Linked DNA regions of Anas platyrhynchos: region 2 is linked to region 1. Evidence: chromatin contacts called from public Hi-C data. All regions are on one chromosome and are shown on one strand. The core of a region is the stretch at or near the end of the contact, and the rest is flanking DNA. Distances in the headings are between cores, read along the strand shown.

Region 1 (5,950 bases), core at 2,711-5,210:
ATTAATTACTTGGAATGCTGTCTTCTTGCTAACCCCATTTTTTGTATCAAGGGCTCAGAGTCTGAGGATGATGATAGTCATTCAAAGAAGAAAAGGCAACGGTCAGAATCTAGATCTGTGTCTGAGCGTTCTTCCAGTGCGGAATCTGGTATGAGACTTTTTTCTTTGCTTTAAAATTAGTGTTACTCTGTTATGGCTGGGTAATTGTAATCTTACCTTTTTTTTTCTCCATATGTTTGCAGAGAGAAGTTACAAGAAGTCAAAAAAGCACAAGAAAAAGAGCAAGAAGAGAAGACATAAGTCTGTAAGTGCAACTAGATTTTTTTGAGCTAGTTTAAGGGACAACTTGACGCCTTATAGTTTTAGCAATCCTTTTTTAGGTATTTGATCACCAGCTGTCTTTACAGTAAGCATTCTGTGAGATCAGACAGGGTGTTGGTATAATAGTAACTTTGTCACATACACGTTAATTTTAAACTACTTAAGACCCCAAAATCTTGGGGGGGGGGGGGTAACTGCAACTAATCAAGGGAGTATGAAGGACTTACTAGTAGCCTGCTAATTGTTGTTTATCATCATGGCAAGTCTTGGCGTTGGCTTTTACCGTGGAGCGCTCTATAAAATCCCTGCCATCTTTTCCTTTTGCCTTTTGCTAAGCAATGTTCCTTCATTCCTTCTGTCTGCTTGGGTATCAGGGTTGGGTTAGAAGCTCTGACATCAGAAGTGCTGGAGCATCAAAACAACCTAAAGAGCAGAAAGCTTTTTGTTCACTCTGTATCAGTTGAGGCCAAAGAATATTTTTGGGTAAAATATTTGGGTGTTGGGTAAAGAAAGAAGTTGGTGTCTCTGGACTCCTTGTTGCTGCAAAGCTTTTTGAAACTGATCTATTCTTTTGTTTCTGTAACTTCTGAGCAGGTAGCTGTGCCCTTCGATAGACAGCATCCACAAAGAGTGGGGATACTGATTGTTAGGCACTGAGTAACACGTTAGTACTAATGGATAACAACACAGACAGGTTCACATAAGCTTAGTAACACTGGGATGAAGCAGAACGAAAGCACGGTTGCAGCACCTAATCCCTCAGTCCAATAAAAGCCCAGCAGCATTAAAGCAGTCAAATACAGCAAAGCAACTGTGTTAGCAGAAAAAAATGTGTACCAGCCTTCACCCTTTCCAGAGATCACAGAATCACAGAATGTCAGGGACTGGAAGGGGCCTTGAAAGATCACCTAGTCCAATCCCCCTGCTGGAGCAGGAAAAAATCTTGTTAAAGGAATGGCATTTGTGTATGGAAGAGATTATTGTATGGCACCCAGCGTGCCCTGTCTTAGCATGCATTGAAAATGGTAAATGGTTTTTCTTAAATCTCTCTCCTTTTCTTTTCAAATCACTTTAGTAATGTGATTTGAAATGGCTTGTTTCTGCCCTGGTTAATAGGATGTGTTAAACTAGTAACCGCTTCAAGCAGTTTCTTTCTAATATGGCCTATGTTAAAATGAAGTCGGACTTCTCTGAAGTGTTGGTATTCTGTAAACTAATATCTAACACGGTTAATATTAATATTTAATATTTTCCCTTTGTTTACAAAGGATTCACCAGAATCAGATATTGAACGAGACAAAGACAAAAAAGAAAGAGAGAGAGAAAGTGAAAAGGATAGAGCTAGACAAAGATCTGAATCAAAACATAAATCTCCGACTAAAAAACGACCTGGAAAAGATTCTGTAAGCTTTCTTATTTCCTTCTTATGTAATGCCTTTGGGCTTTATGTATCAGTGGGTTGCTATAGTATGCAATTTTAAAGGGTCATAACAGGTTTACCTTTAAGTAAGGTGCTAAAGCTTTATTTATGTTCCCACTCCATATATAAAAAGACTGAATGTTCAGCCAAAGCTGAGCCATGCAGACTCTGTGCCCTCACTTAGTGTTTAGTTATTGATGTGTGAAATTATTTGGCTAAATGCTGTTTGTTGCTGGTGATGTAAAGTGTGAATGAGGCACATTATTTTATAGACCGTACTGGAGCACAGTCCATACTGTGACAAAGTGCTATTTATGATTAGACTGCCTTTCTGGTTTTCCATCCAATTTGCCAAATTGATCTCAAAGGAAAATGAGCAGCACAGCTGGGTAAAGATCTGACTGATTGTGGGGCTCTTCCATTCTAAAATTTTAGTCCTCTTGTCACTGTTCAGGTAGCAATTGCTGTGCTGAGTGGTGGTAGCCTGATACGGGAAGAAAATCTAAATTCTTGCACTTCTCAAGCTGGAAAATCGTACAGCAGTGTACTTGTAACTGGGATCTTGCTCTCTGCTGTGGTGGTGCTGCATGGAACTGGTTTTGGAATGTTTAGGACAGTGTTTTCAAAGACGTGCAAACATTTCCTAATGAAAAAAAATAATTAGGGGGGAGGAATCAGCTTCTCGGGGTGTCTTTGTGGGAATCATCTGCCGTGCTGTGGTTAGCTGGGTGGTGCTGATGGCGCTGTCCTTCTGGATAGCGCCCCACATGCTCTGCCTCCCCTGGGGAGGTGGGAGGGCAGATGGCTGCTCTCTGCATTATCTCCTTAAAATAAGCTGCTTTGGCCTCATCTGAACGCCGCTGAAAAACCCAATTATGTGGCTGAATGCGAACATGAACTCAGGTGTGATTAAGTGGTCATTGTCTACTGGAGGACCTCAGCTTAGCTTGCAATGTCCCTCTTTCCCTCCCCGCCTCTTGTTGTGACTGCTGCTGCCTGAACGCCCTGCGAGAGAGGCACCGAGCAGCTCGCGGGGCTTTGAGCAGCGCGCTGGGACCGTGAGGAGGTGGCTTAAACACTGCAGGGCTTACAGGCATCAGGGGGCACCAGAAACACTGCTCTTGAATGTGTTTTATCAGTAAGGTGTCTGTAGAGAAGTCCTGCTGGAAAATCCTGTGCAGGAACAACTGCAGACAGGTGTGTGCTGTACAGGGTAGGTTCTGGGGGGTTCTCGTGCTCAGAGAGCCTGGGCTTCAGCTGGGAGCCTCAGTGCAGAGCGTTCCCTAACGCGCTGCATTAGGGTTAGGAGGCTAACAGGGGGCCCCTGCTGTGCCTCAGCCAGAGAACAAAGCGTGGAAAATAAATCACTCACCATTAGCCTTTTTTCTCTCTGCAGGGTAACTGGGATACTTCAGGCAGTGAACTGAGCGAAGGGGAGCTGGAAAAACAGAGGCGGACTCTTTTGGAACAACTGGATGAAGATCAATGAGAACGTTATTTATACCAAATATGTTTACATTGTGGCATAATAAAAGAAACCAATGTCTGATTCAGGATGTGGGTTCTGATATCCTGAGTTCCATTGTTGGAATAACAGTGGGTTTTAATCTGACCACCTAAATACATTCAAGTACTATTATTACGGGCATCAAATCTAGAAAAGTGAACGAAATTCTGAGTTACAAGTTGAATGTCTGTCCTTGACCTGCTAGGCAGAATGTGTGTTCTGCTCGCCATGGAGAGAGCCCTTTGAAGGGAACAACACGGTGGAAGGCATTTCAGTTCTTGCTGGATCTTGTCTGCAGGCTAAGGAAAGTGTTGGCACCTTTCTAGCAAAGCATCTCCTAAGTACGGTCCTTCCTAGAAAGGTAGTAACACTGTCTCTCCTGGCCAATGTAGGCAGGTAAAATTTCGTTTTTTAGAAAGATTTTTAATATAGTTTCTTGTGGCTTAATTTGTCTTATGAATTTGGTTTTATTTTTGAAAGGGGAAGGCAATGGAAGGGGAGTAATGAATCCCTTTCTTCATCTTTACTGCAAAAATAATCAGATCTTGGAATTGGTTTTTTATGAACTACATTCCTGGCCAAACCAATTTTGAGCATTTATGTGAAGCAGCAGACCTGACGTCCTGGCTGAGATTCACGTCTGTCTCATCTCCAAGCGAATGTTTATGGTAAATAAAATGCAGATGTGGCCGACAAACGCAGTGGGTGCTTCAGTGCAGTGCCGGCAGAGGGTGCTGCTGCTCGCAGCTGCCCTTTGTATTAGTGTAAAACCTGATCCAGAACAGCTGCAGCTGTTTCAGCATTTATCTTCACGTTAAAATCTTAAACAAAATAAAAATCCTGTAAATTAATTTCAGTATGTTGCCTTAAGAACCTGCTGAAGAATGTACCACCGGGTTTTCAGTAGCAGCTGCAGTATCCGTGTCTAGAAGCTCAGTGTGTGCTAAACCCTTCCTTAAAAAGGGAAAAGGAAGAAGCTTGAGCTCCGTCTCCTTTCTGATTGCTCTTAGGAAAGTTCAGCGACAAGCAGTGACTGCTGTGGTACACATTCTGAAACGTTTGATTGGAATATTTTTGTACATTTTTATCAATTATTAAACCTTGTCTCCTAGTGTGTACTAGTATTTATTTCTAGTTTTAAATACTGTGTACAGCTCTGATAAATTGCTATCTTCTGGTTCTTGGATTTAAGCAATGTATGCTCACACAAAAATACTTGAAGGCTGTATTTAGAGTTTAGCTCTGTTTTCAGTGCATTTTTTCCTAATGTATGACAGCTGTTACTAGCACAAAAATAACCCCAAAGGTCCAATTCATGCAGCGCATTTTCTTGCTAGGGTGGTTACGTGACTCAGGCTTCTTAAGAATACTGCTCGAGATCAGAATTAGTCATTTGAAATGCAAAATGCTGGAGACAGCTGATCTATTTAGCAGGAAATGATAACTTTTTTTAACTGAGATGATTTGGTATGGAGATGAGGGTCAGTCCAGGGCCCGTTGTGGTATTGCTGCTTTCCAGCTGAGCATTAATTGCTCATCCCCCACTCACTGCCCATCACTTACATAAATGCAGGGGTTTGGGCAGCAGGATGTGTGGTATTTCCTTCATTACAGTGAAATGGTTGTGTCAAATGTGGGAAGCTGCAGCCTGAAACGTTGGCGGGGGCTTTGCTCCAGGCCGCTCCCCGGCAGCATGAAGCGGAGAGGGGACTCGGCGCTCCCAGGGCTGCGCGTGGTCAGCAGCGACTTCACCCACGTATTTTGTTACCCTTGTAAGCTCACTTCCCTGGATTTGTATTTTAAGATGGAAATGTGTAAATAGTGGAACAGGCAGCAATGCCCAAGTGAAAAAAATAAACTGCAAATGATTTCTAGAATATGAGGTTAGCTGAAAATCTTGTCTTACACTGGCTTTACATTGGTATAGATGCGGGATGGGGAAATGCAGGGGGAACGGATTTAGGGTTTGGTCATAATGGTTTGCAAACACAGAACTTGTGTACAGTATTTTGCTAATGCCTTGCATTTGCTGAACTTACATAAGGAAAATGTGTTTCTAAGAAAATACTGCTTTTAAAAAGGTTTGCCTTTATTTTTCCATTAAAAAAAATAATTAAAAAATCAGATGTTTTTTTTTACGTCTCTTAATCAGATTAATCAGATCTTCCAAAAAAAAATCTTAAAACGAGGCTTTTAGAAAATAATCCTGGTAAGGCATAATTTCATTTTAAGGGAAATGACAAGACTTTTTAAGTGGGCATTTTGTTTTGTTTCATTTTTCCCTCCTTTTCTGTGGCCTCACCTCTCTGCTGGCCTGTCCAGGCTGCAGTGGCGATCCCCTGCCTGTGCCTCCCCGCTGGGCAGCACGAAGATGCTTTGCATTCAAATGCTTCATTTCTGCCTTGAACTTTAAAGGATTTTAGCAAAAGCAGTTATTTTTAAATGTTAAGGCTACCTATGATGATGTTTAACTTTGTGTTTGACTTGCTCTGCTTTGCTGCCGTCCTGAAGGCAACCAACCCTCGGAGCCGCCTGGGGGCCGGGGCTGGCAGCCCCATGCTCCCCCCCCCACATTCCGCTGTATTTATTTTGTTAAACCTTCTAAAATTAAATCTGAATTTTGGCTAAAATATGAAGTTTGTCTCTTTTAGTTTAGGCCTTTAATAGTGGGGGTTTTGTGTTTTGCTGGCCAAACTCTTGCC
Region 2 (5,557 bases), core at 1,180-3,679, 120 kb after region 1:
TTGTGTGCTCTGTGCTGCCCTGCTAATTACATGCTTCAGGGCACGGTGAGTGTGGCCAGATGCTCAGCCTTGAGCTGGGACGAGCACCCCACACAACGCGCAGCCTTGGTGCCCAGCAGCGAGCTCTGCGCTTGCAGTCGCAGCTCTGGAAAGCACCAAGCAGCCCCAGCAGGATTCCTCGGGGTGAAACCCTCTGGGATTTGTGCGATGTGAAGGGGTGCAGCTCGAGGAGCCCCAGCATGCCGAGCGCAAGCCCTTTGGCCTTTGGGGCTCGTCAGGGGAGGCAGCTGAAAGGCAAACAGCGCCGTGAAACAGCAGGTACAAGGAAATACAACTTCTCCTTGGAAAAAAATAATCTATTTCCGTTAATAGCAGCTCGATTCCAAGTGTACTGCAATAACCACGCATGAAAAAGCGCCTAAGTGCCTGCATGAGGCAACTTGAATGCTTAAGCTGCGTAACAAAAGCCAAAAAAAGTTTAACAGTAATGGATCAAAGTCTTTAAGCAGGGAGGGCATGTTGCATCTAAGTGGCATCAGGCAGCGCATAAAGGAGAAGTCACTCGTAAAAGCGCTCAGGCTTTTCCATGCTTGTTTCAAGCAGAGGCTCCTCGCATGCAAGGGCACGAGGGACACGAGGTCTGCTCAGCTGCTGAGCAGAAAGCAGTAGGAATGCAGAAGGCGAGCACTCGAGAGTGTGCTGCTCTCCAGCCTCCCTCGGCACAAGCCTCACCTACCAGGAAAATCAGAAGGGCTGAGGGGGAGAGAACCTTCGCGTGGACATCTTGAAATGCTTTAGCAGAATTATTTTCAGCATTTCTCTGCTTAATCGGTTTCTCTGTCTGCGCGACTCCTACACAGAGCACCAAGGGAGAGAGAGCAGTAGAAAAAGAGCAAAAAATATTTCAGTAAACCACAAAAACTGGCAAGTCAACCAGGGGGCAGCTGGGGAAATACAGAGAGCCCAGTCAGCTACAAAACAAAGCCCAAAGTCTTAGCAAGTCACTTCTGGGCTTTTAGGCAGCAGGAGAAAGCTCCCTAAGTGCTCCCCAAGTTCGTTAAAAGCAAACATTTTGGACAATATTAATTGTCCTTCAACACGTGTGTTATAAAAGCCAAGGCTTGAAATTAAATATTATGACAGCGCACTGTTGTAAAAGTGACGGGGGAAGCTGGGAGCAGGCCCCTTTGATGTGTGCCAGGGCAGCACCGAGCGAGGAGAAGCCGAGCTGTGGCTGATAGCAGGGCTGCAGGTGGGCACGGCCTGCTCGCTGCTGCCAGCTTTGGTCTGGAGAAATGGGTTCAGAAGTGACTTTTTTAGAGTTGTTTTTCTGCCCTCCTCTCTAGGGCTCCCTAGGAGTTCTTCATGAACAGTTTGTTCCTGCAGGACTCAAATAATTGGCAGAGCCCCATTTTTTTTCCTTTTCTCCTCCCATGTCTTGTTATTCCTGCGGATTTAATTATTTACCGAGGAACTTAAGTTGATTAGGAGCCATGGGGAAGCGTCCCGTGGCTTTGGTTGTGCTGTCACCTGGAGCAGGGGCTCCGCAGACGCTTCTGTTCTGTGCACAGCTGCTGGAAGCCGAGGGGCTGGGCACTGGTGGTCCTTCCCCTGAAATCCTTCACCTCTGGAAGCCGGGCAGCCCTCAGGTGCAGCGTCCCGCTGACAGAGACAACACTGCGCTGCTTCAGGAAACAGAGAAAGCATCCAAGGCCGATTTTCTGACTGAAACCCCGAGTTTCGGTGCAGTTAGCGACCTGCAGGCGGAGGGGGAGGCGCCGCCCGGTGCTGCCCGGCCACGGAGCCTCCCCGCCTCGCCTCAGCGAGCTGCCGGCGCCCCCTGCAGCCTTCGGGCGGCCTGGCACGGCTCGGCACGGCTCGGTTACTGCTCGGTTAAGGCTCGGCTGGGCTCTGCCAGCCCCGGGGCACCGTGTGCCTGCAGCACCAGGCGCCGTTGGCACCCAGCGTGCTGAGGTGCAGGCGCCGCCTCCCTTCCTGAAGGAATATCGGCATGTTCTTCCAGTGAATCTCACTTTCTGGTGTATAACCTTTAATTATTTCCTCACGATTCCTTTACATTCCGATAGATAGCCTTAATTTTACCTCACGATCCCGTCAGGGGGGGTGCGCCCCTCACGGAGCACAACACCGGGGGGCTCTGAGGGACCTGAAAGACCTCATAGACCGCCTGCCCGGATCACCCCAGACCCCACAGAGCACCTTGAGCCCCTTAGCTTTGTACTTTGTGCTTTTATAAACCTTTGGGCTTTTATCCTATAGCTGAGGGGTTAAATTAGTGCCCAGTAACCCTGCCCGGGGGGGCAGCCAACATGGCGGCGGGGCAGCGCCCCGGCCCCGCACCGCCACAAGATGGCGCCCGCGCGTGACGCCACACCAGCAGCGGGGGGCGTGGCCTAGCGATAGAGGGGGCGTGGTTTATGCAAATGAGGGGGCGTGGCTTGTGCACCGGGGGCTCGCCCTCCGCCCAGCACCGCCGCGAGGACCCCGTGGTGCCGGGCTGCCCCTGTGCGTGCCTGCCTGCCGCAGTCAGGCGCGGCGCGGGACAGCCGCGGGGGCCTCGCGGCGGGGCGGGCGCTGCCCGGTGCTGTGGCGGCGGCGGAGGAGGAGGAGGAGGGGAGCGGGCCCGGGGGGCGCCGCCGCCGCGATGCCGCTGTTCGCCGCCAACCCCTTCGAGCAGGACGTGGGTGAGAGAGCGCCCGGGAGGCGCGGGGAGGCGGTGGGGGGGACGGGGAGCTCGCGGCCGAGGCCCCGCGGCGGAGCGAGGCCTGGTGGCGGGGGGAGGTGGGCCCCGGGGCGCTGCCTCAGCCCCGCTGCGCGCCGGTGTGCGGCTTTCTGAGGGAAAATGAGCGAAAATAAAGGCAGTGCTGGCTCATGGGTGCCGGAAGAGGAAAGGGAGAAGGTAGCGGTGAGGGTCGGGGCTGTGGTTGCCGTCAGGCTGCGGCTGTAGGCTGAGGTGCAGTGTTCATGGCCAAACCCAAACGCTCTAGGAGTATTCTTCTATACGTTATATTTTTATAGCAGTGTATTTCCTATAGGGCTGTAAAGGTGGCAGGCTGTGCACTTGTTCTTTCTTAAACTTTGTGCTATACATGCAGACCATAACTGCTTGCACGTACTGCTTCTGTCAGGATTTAACTCCTATGTTACTGTTTTTTCTTCATTTTGCTTAAGAAATAAGGTAGGTACCAAGCACGTAGGTGAGCCCAGCTGACGTCCTGGTGCTGCAGGGAAGGAGAGCTCCTTTCCCGTGTTCCCTCCACACGGATTTTTTTGAACTCCCCTCTGAGCTGCTTTAACTCAGGCGTTCTGGCACAAAGCTTATTTCACAGAGCTGTTTGGCTGACATGTTGGATCATCTGTGAAGGTGATGACTTTGGGAATTTGGCGATTTAAAACATCAAGGGCTGCAAAGTGCTGGTGAAAACAAGGGGCAGGGCTGCCCCGAAAAGGCCCAAGGGAGGAGCAGGGCCCCACTGCTGGGAGCAGCGACAAGTCGGGTCAATGCAGCTATCTGCCTGGACCACACGTTTCATACTGTGGTTTGCTCAGGGCACCTCTAGAAAGTGTAGATAAACACTCCCTCACTCTGCCACAGCTGGCTTTGTTTTTGTGGTGCGAAACATGCAGGGCTGCCTGCAGTCCCAGCTCCTGGCTGCTGCCTGTAGCTCTCCTGTAACCTCTGGGCTAGTTTCGGAGAAGTTTGCTTTCCTTCAGCTGGTTCTCTAGCCCAGCCCTTGAGTCCTTCACAGGGTTAGAAGCGATTTAATTTCCTGCCTGATGCTCCTGGTAGGTCATTCACTCGCACGTGCTGTCCTCCAGCGTAACCCTGGCTGCCACACAGCCTTCGTCTCTCAAGTAGCTGTTCCTCCAGCAGGGAAGAGGTCTGTGCCTCCTCAGCTTTCCAGCAGCTGGCCTGCTGTCATAAGGTTGGTAGCAGCAGCAGGGGAGCAGGAAGTATTTGTGTAGCTCGAATGACTCTCAGACCCGCCCGCAGTGTCACGGGTTGGTGGTAGCTTGGAGATTTGTTTCCTTGTCCTTCGCTGGGGTGTTTGGTTCTGGGGCTGTTTGCTCTTTGTGCTGCTTTCTCTTGGTGGCCTGCGTCCTCTTGTGCCAGGACTTGGTGTGCCTGTCGTTCTGCTCTGGTTTCCAGCCACCGAGCTCACGTTTCTAGGAGGATCTTTAATTGAGTTTGTGTTCTGTCCTACAGTCACCTTTGGCTGTGTAATCCAGCCCTGATTGCTTTACGTTCCTCCTTACACAGTGCTTTGCTCTTCCTTTCCATGGGAGACACCTCCTAGCTTTCTGCTGGCTTCCTCCTGACCCTTCTCCCGCGGTCGGTGTCAGCCAGGGGTCGCAGCATTGATTTCCAGAGCGATTCTGGAGGCGCTCAGGAAGGGAACGCTCCCCGCCCTGGGAGTGCTGTATGTCCCAGCTCGCCTTCCTCACCTCATGGAGCGAGCCAGGAGCTGTGGCTGACAGCTTGCACGTGGCTTCCCCTGAAATTCCTCCCTGCCATCCAAACGGAGCAGCTGGTGCTTAAATTAACCCCAGGGAAGGTGGCCTCGCTGGGAACGGCCACCTGTGTCTCCTCAGCACCTCCCCTTTCATTTCCCAGTGATAATTCTTGCTTCAGCGCTTGGTCTAAGGTCTTGCAGATGCTTGAGGACAAGCTGATTGCGAGTTTTGGTGTCATTCTGGCTTAGATCTTTCTCTTTCACTTCTTTAAATCTTTTCCAGCCCGCAGACCTTACCTTCATCTGGGTGACTCAGCTTCCTGGCCCGTGGAGCTGCAGTTCCATGTCTGATACAGGAGGTGGTTATTGAGGGCTCCCAGACCGACAGTCAGTGCTGGTTGCTTCTCAGGCTGTTGGCCTGCTGACTCCGGGTGCTTTCCCTCTGCCACTCCTTCCCCAGGGTCATTCAGTTAATTACCCAGAGTCATTCAGTTAATTACCCAGGGTCCTTCCAACCAGGGCTGCCTTTCAGCGAGGACCAACTGGACCGCGCTGCCTTACTGCAAGTGCAAGCGTCGTGAGCACAGTGATCACCTTCATAATCGCTCATTAAGGCAAAGCTAGATGACTTCTTTGCCTCCTCTCTAATCTGGGTAGGCGAAGGCGAGGTAAACAGCAAAAGGTGTGGGGCTAAGTTTCAGGTTTACAGAAATTTGTTTTTGTGGTTCCAAAAACCAGCAGTCAGGATTGTCCTCCAGGTTTTAGCCTTTAATTTTTGTTACCCTGGCTCTGTTCTTACAAACTTAGAGTGGTGTTGTGTAACACTCCAGATGCAAGATTGATTGTGCCTACAAGATTTTATTTTGCATACATTTTGGAGGCAAATCATGCTCTAGAAGGCTGTCGTTCCACTGATTGGGCTTTAACTAATGGCACACCAAGCTGGAAGGCTCCTTGCGCGAAGTCCACGTGTGACTGCTTGGCTTTCTCTGTTTCTAGTATAAAAACTGACACGGGAAAAAAAAATATTGCTTTTGAGTATTTATTTTTTTTAGCTGACATGTTGTTTGGCATTGTTGGCA

The links. Hi-C and Micro-C count contacts between places; a contact is called where the count stands out from the background.
Region 2: a Hi-C map of subcutaneous adipose tissue shows a contact between it and region 1, with 4 times the contacts expected there. The contact joins the promoter of STAM2 here to the enhancer-like site in region 1. A contact is called at or near these places in 4 of 8 Hi-C or Micro-C datasets (liver, skeletal muscle and subcutaneous adipose tissue).

Annotation. Positions count from the first base shown.
Region 1 is chr7:2,087,126-2,093,075 of IASCAAS_PekinDuck_T2T, forward strand. It overlaps PRPF40A (pre-mRNA processing factor 40 homolog A), which reads left to right. Exons shown (of 26, transcript XM_027459533.3): 23 at 52-148; 24 at 243-304; 25 at 1,590-1,724; 26 at 3,138-4,362. The coding sequence ends at 3,230. Among named protein-coding and RNA genes, the nearest start is that of PRPF40A, 20 kb to the left of the region's middle. Within about 2 kb of position 3,961, at least 3 of the 8 cell types and tissues checked have an H3K27ac peak or open chromatin away from gene starts, as enhancers often do. A contact at or near this core is called in subcutaneous adipose tissue, where this site is marked.
Region 2 is chr7:2,203,686-2,209,242 of IASCAAS_PekinDuck_T2T, forward strand. It overlaps STAM2 (signal transducing adaptor molecule 2), which reads left to right and starts at 2,430. Exons shown (of 14, transcript XM_027457605.2): 1 at 2,430-2,724. The coding sequence starts at 2,439.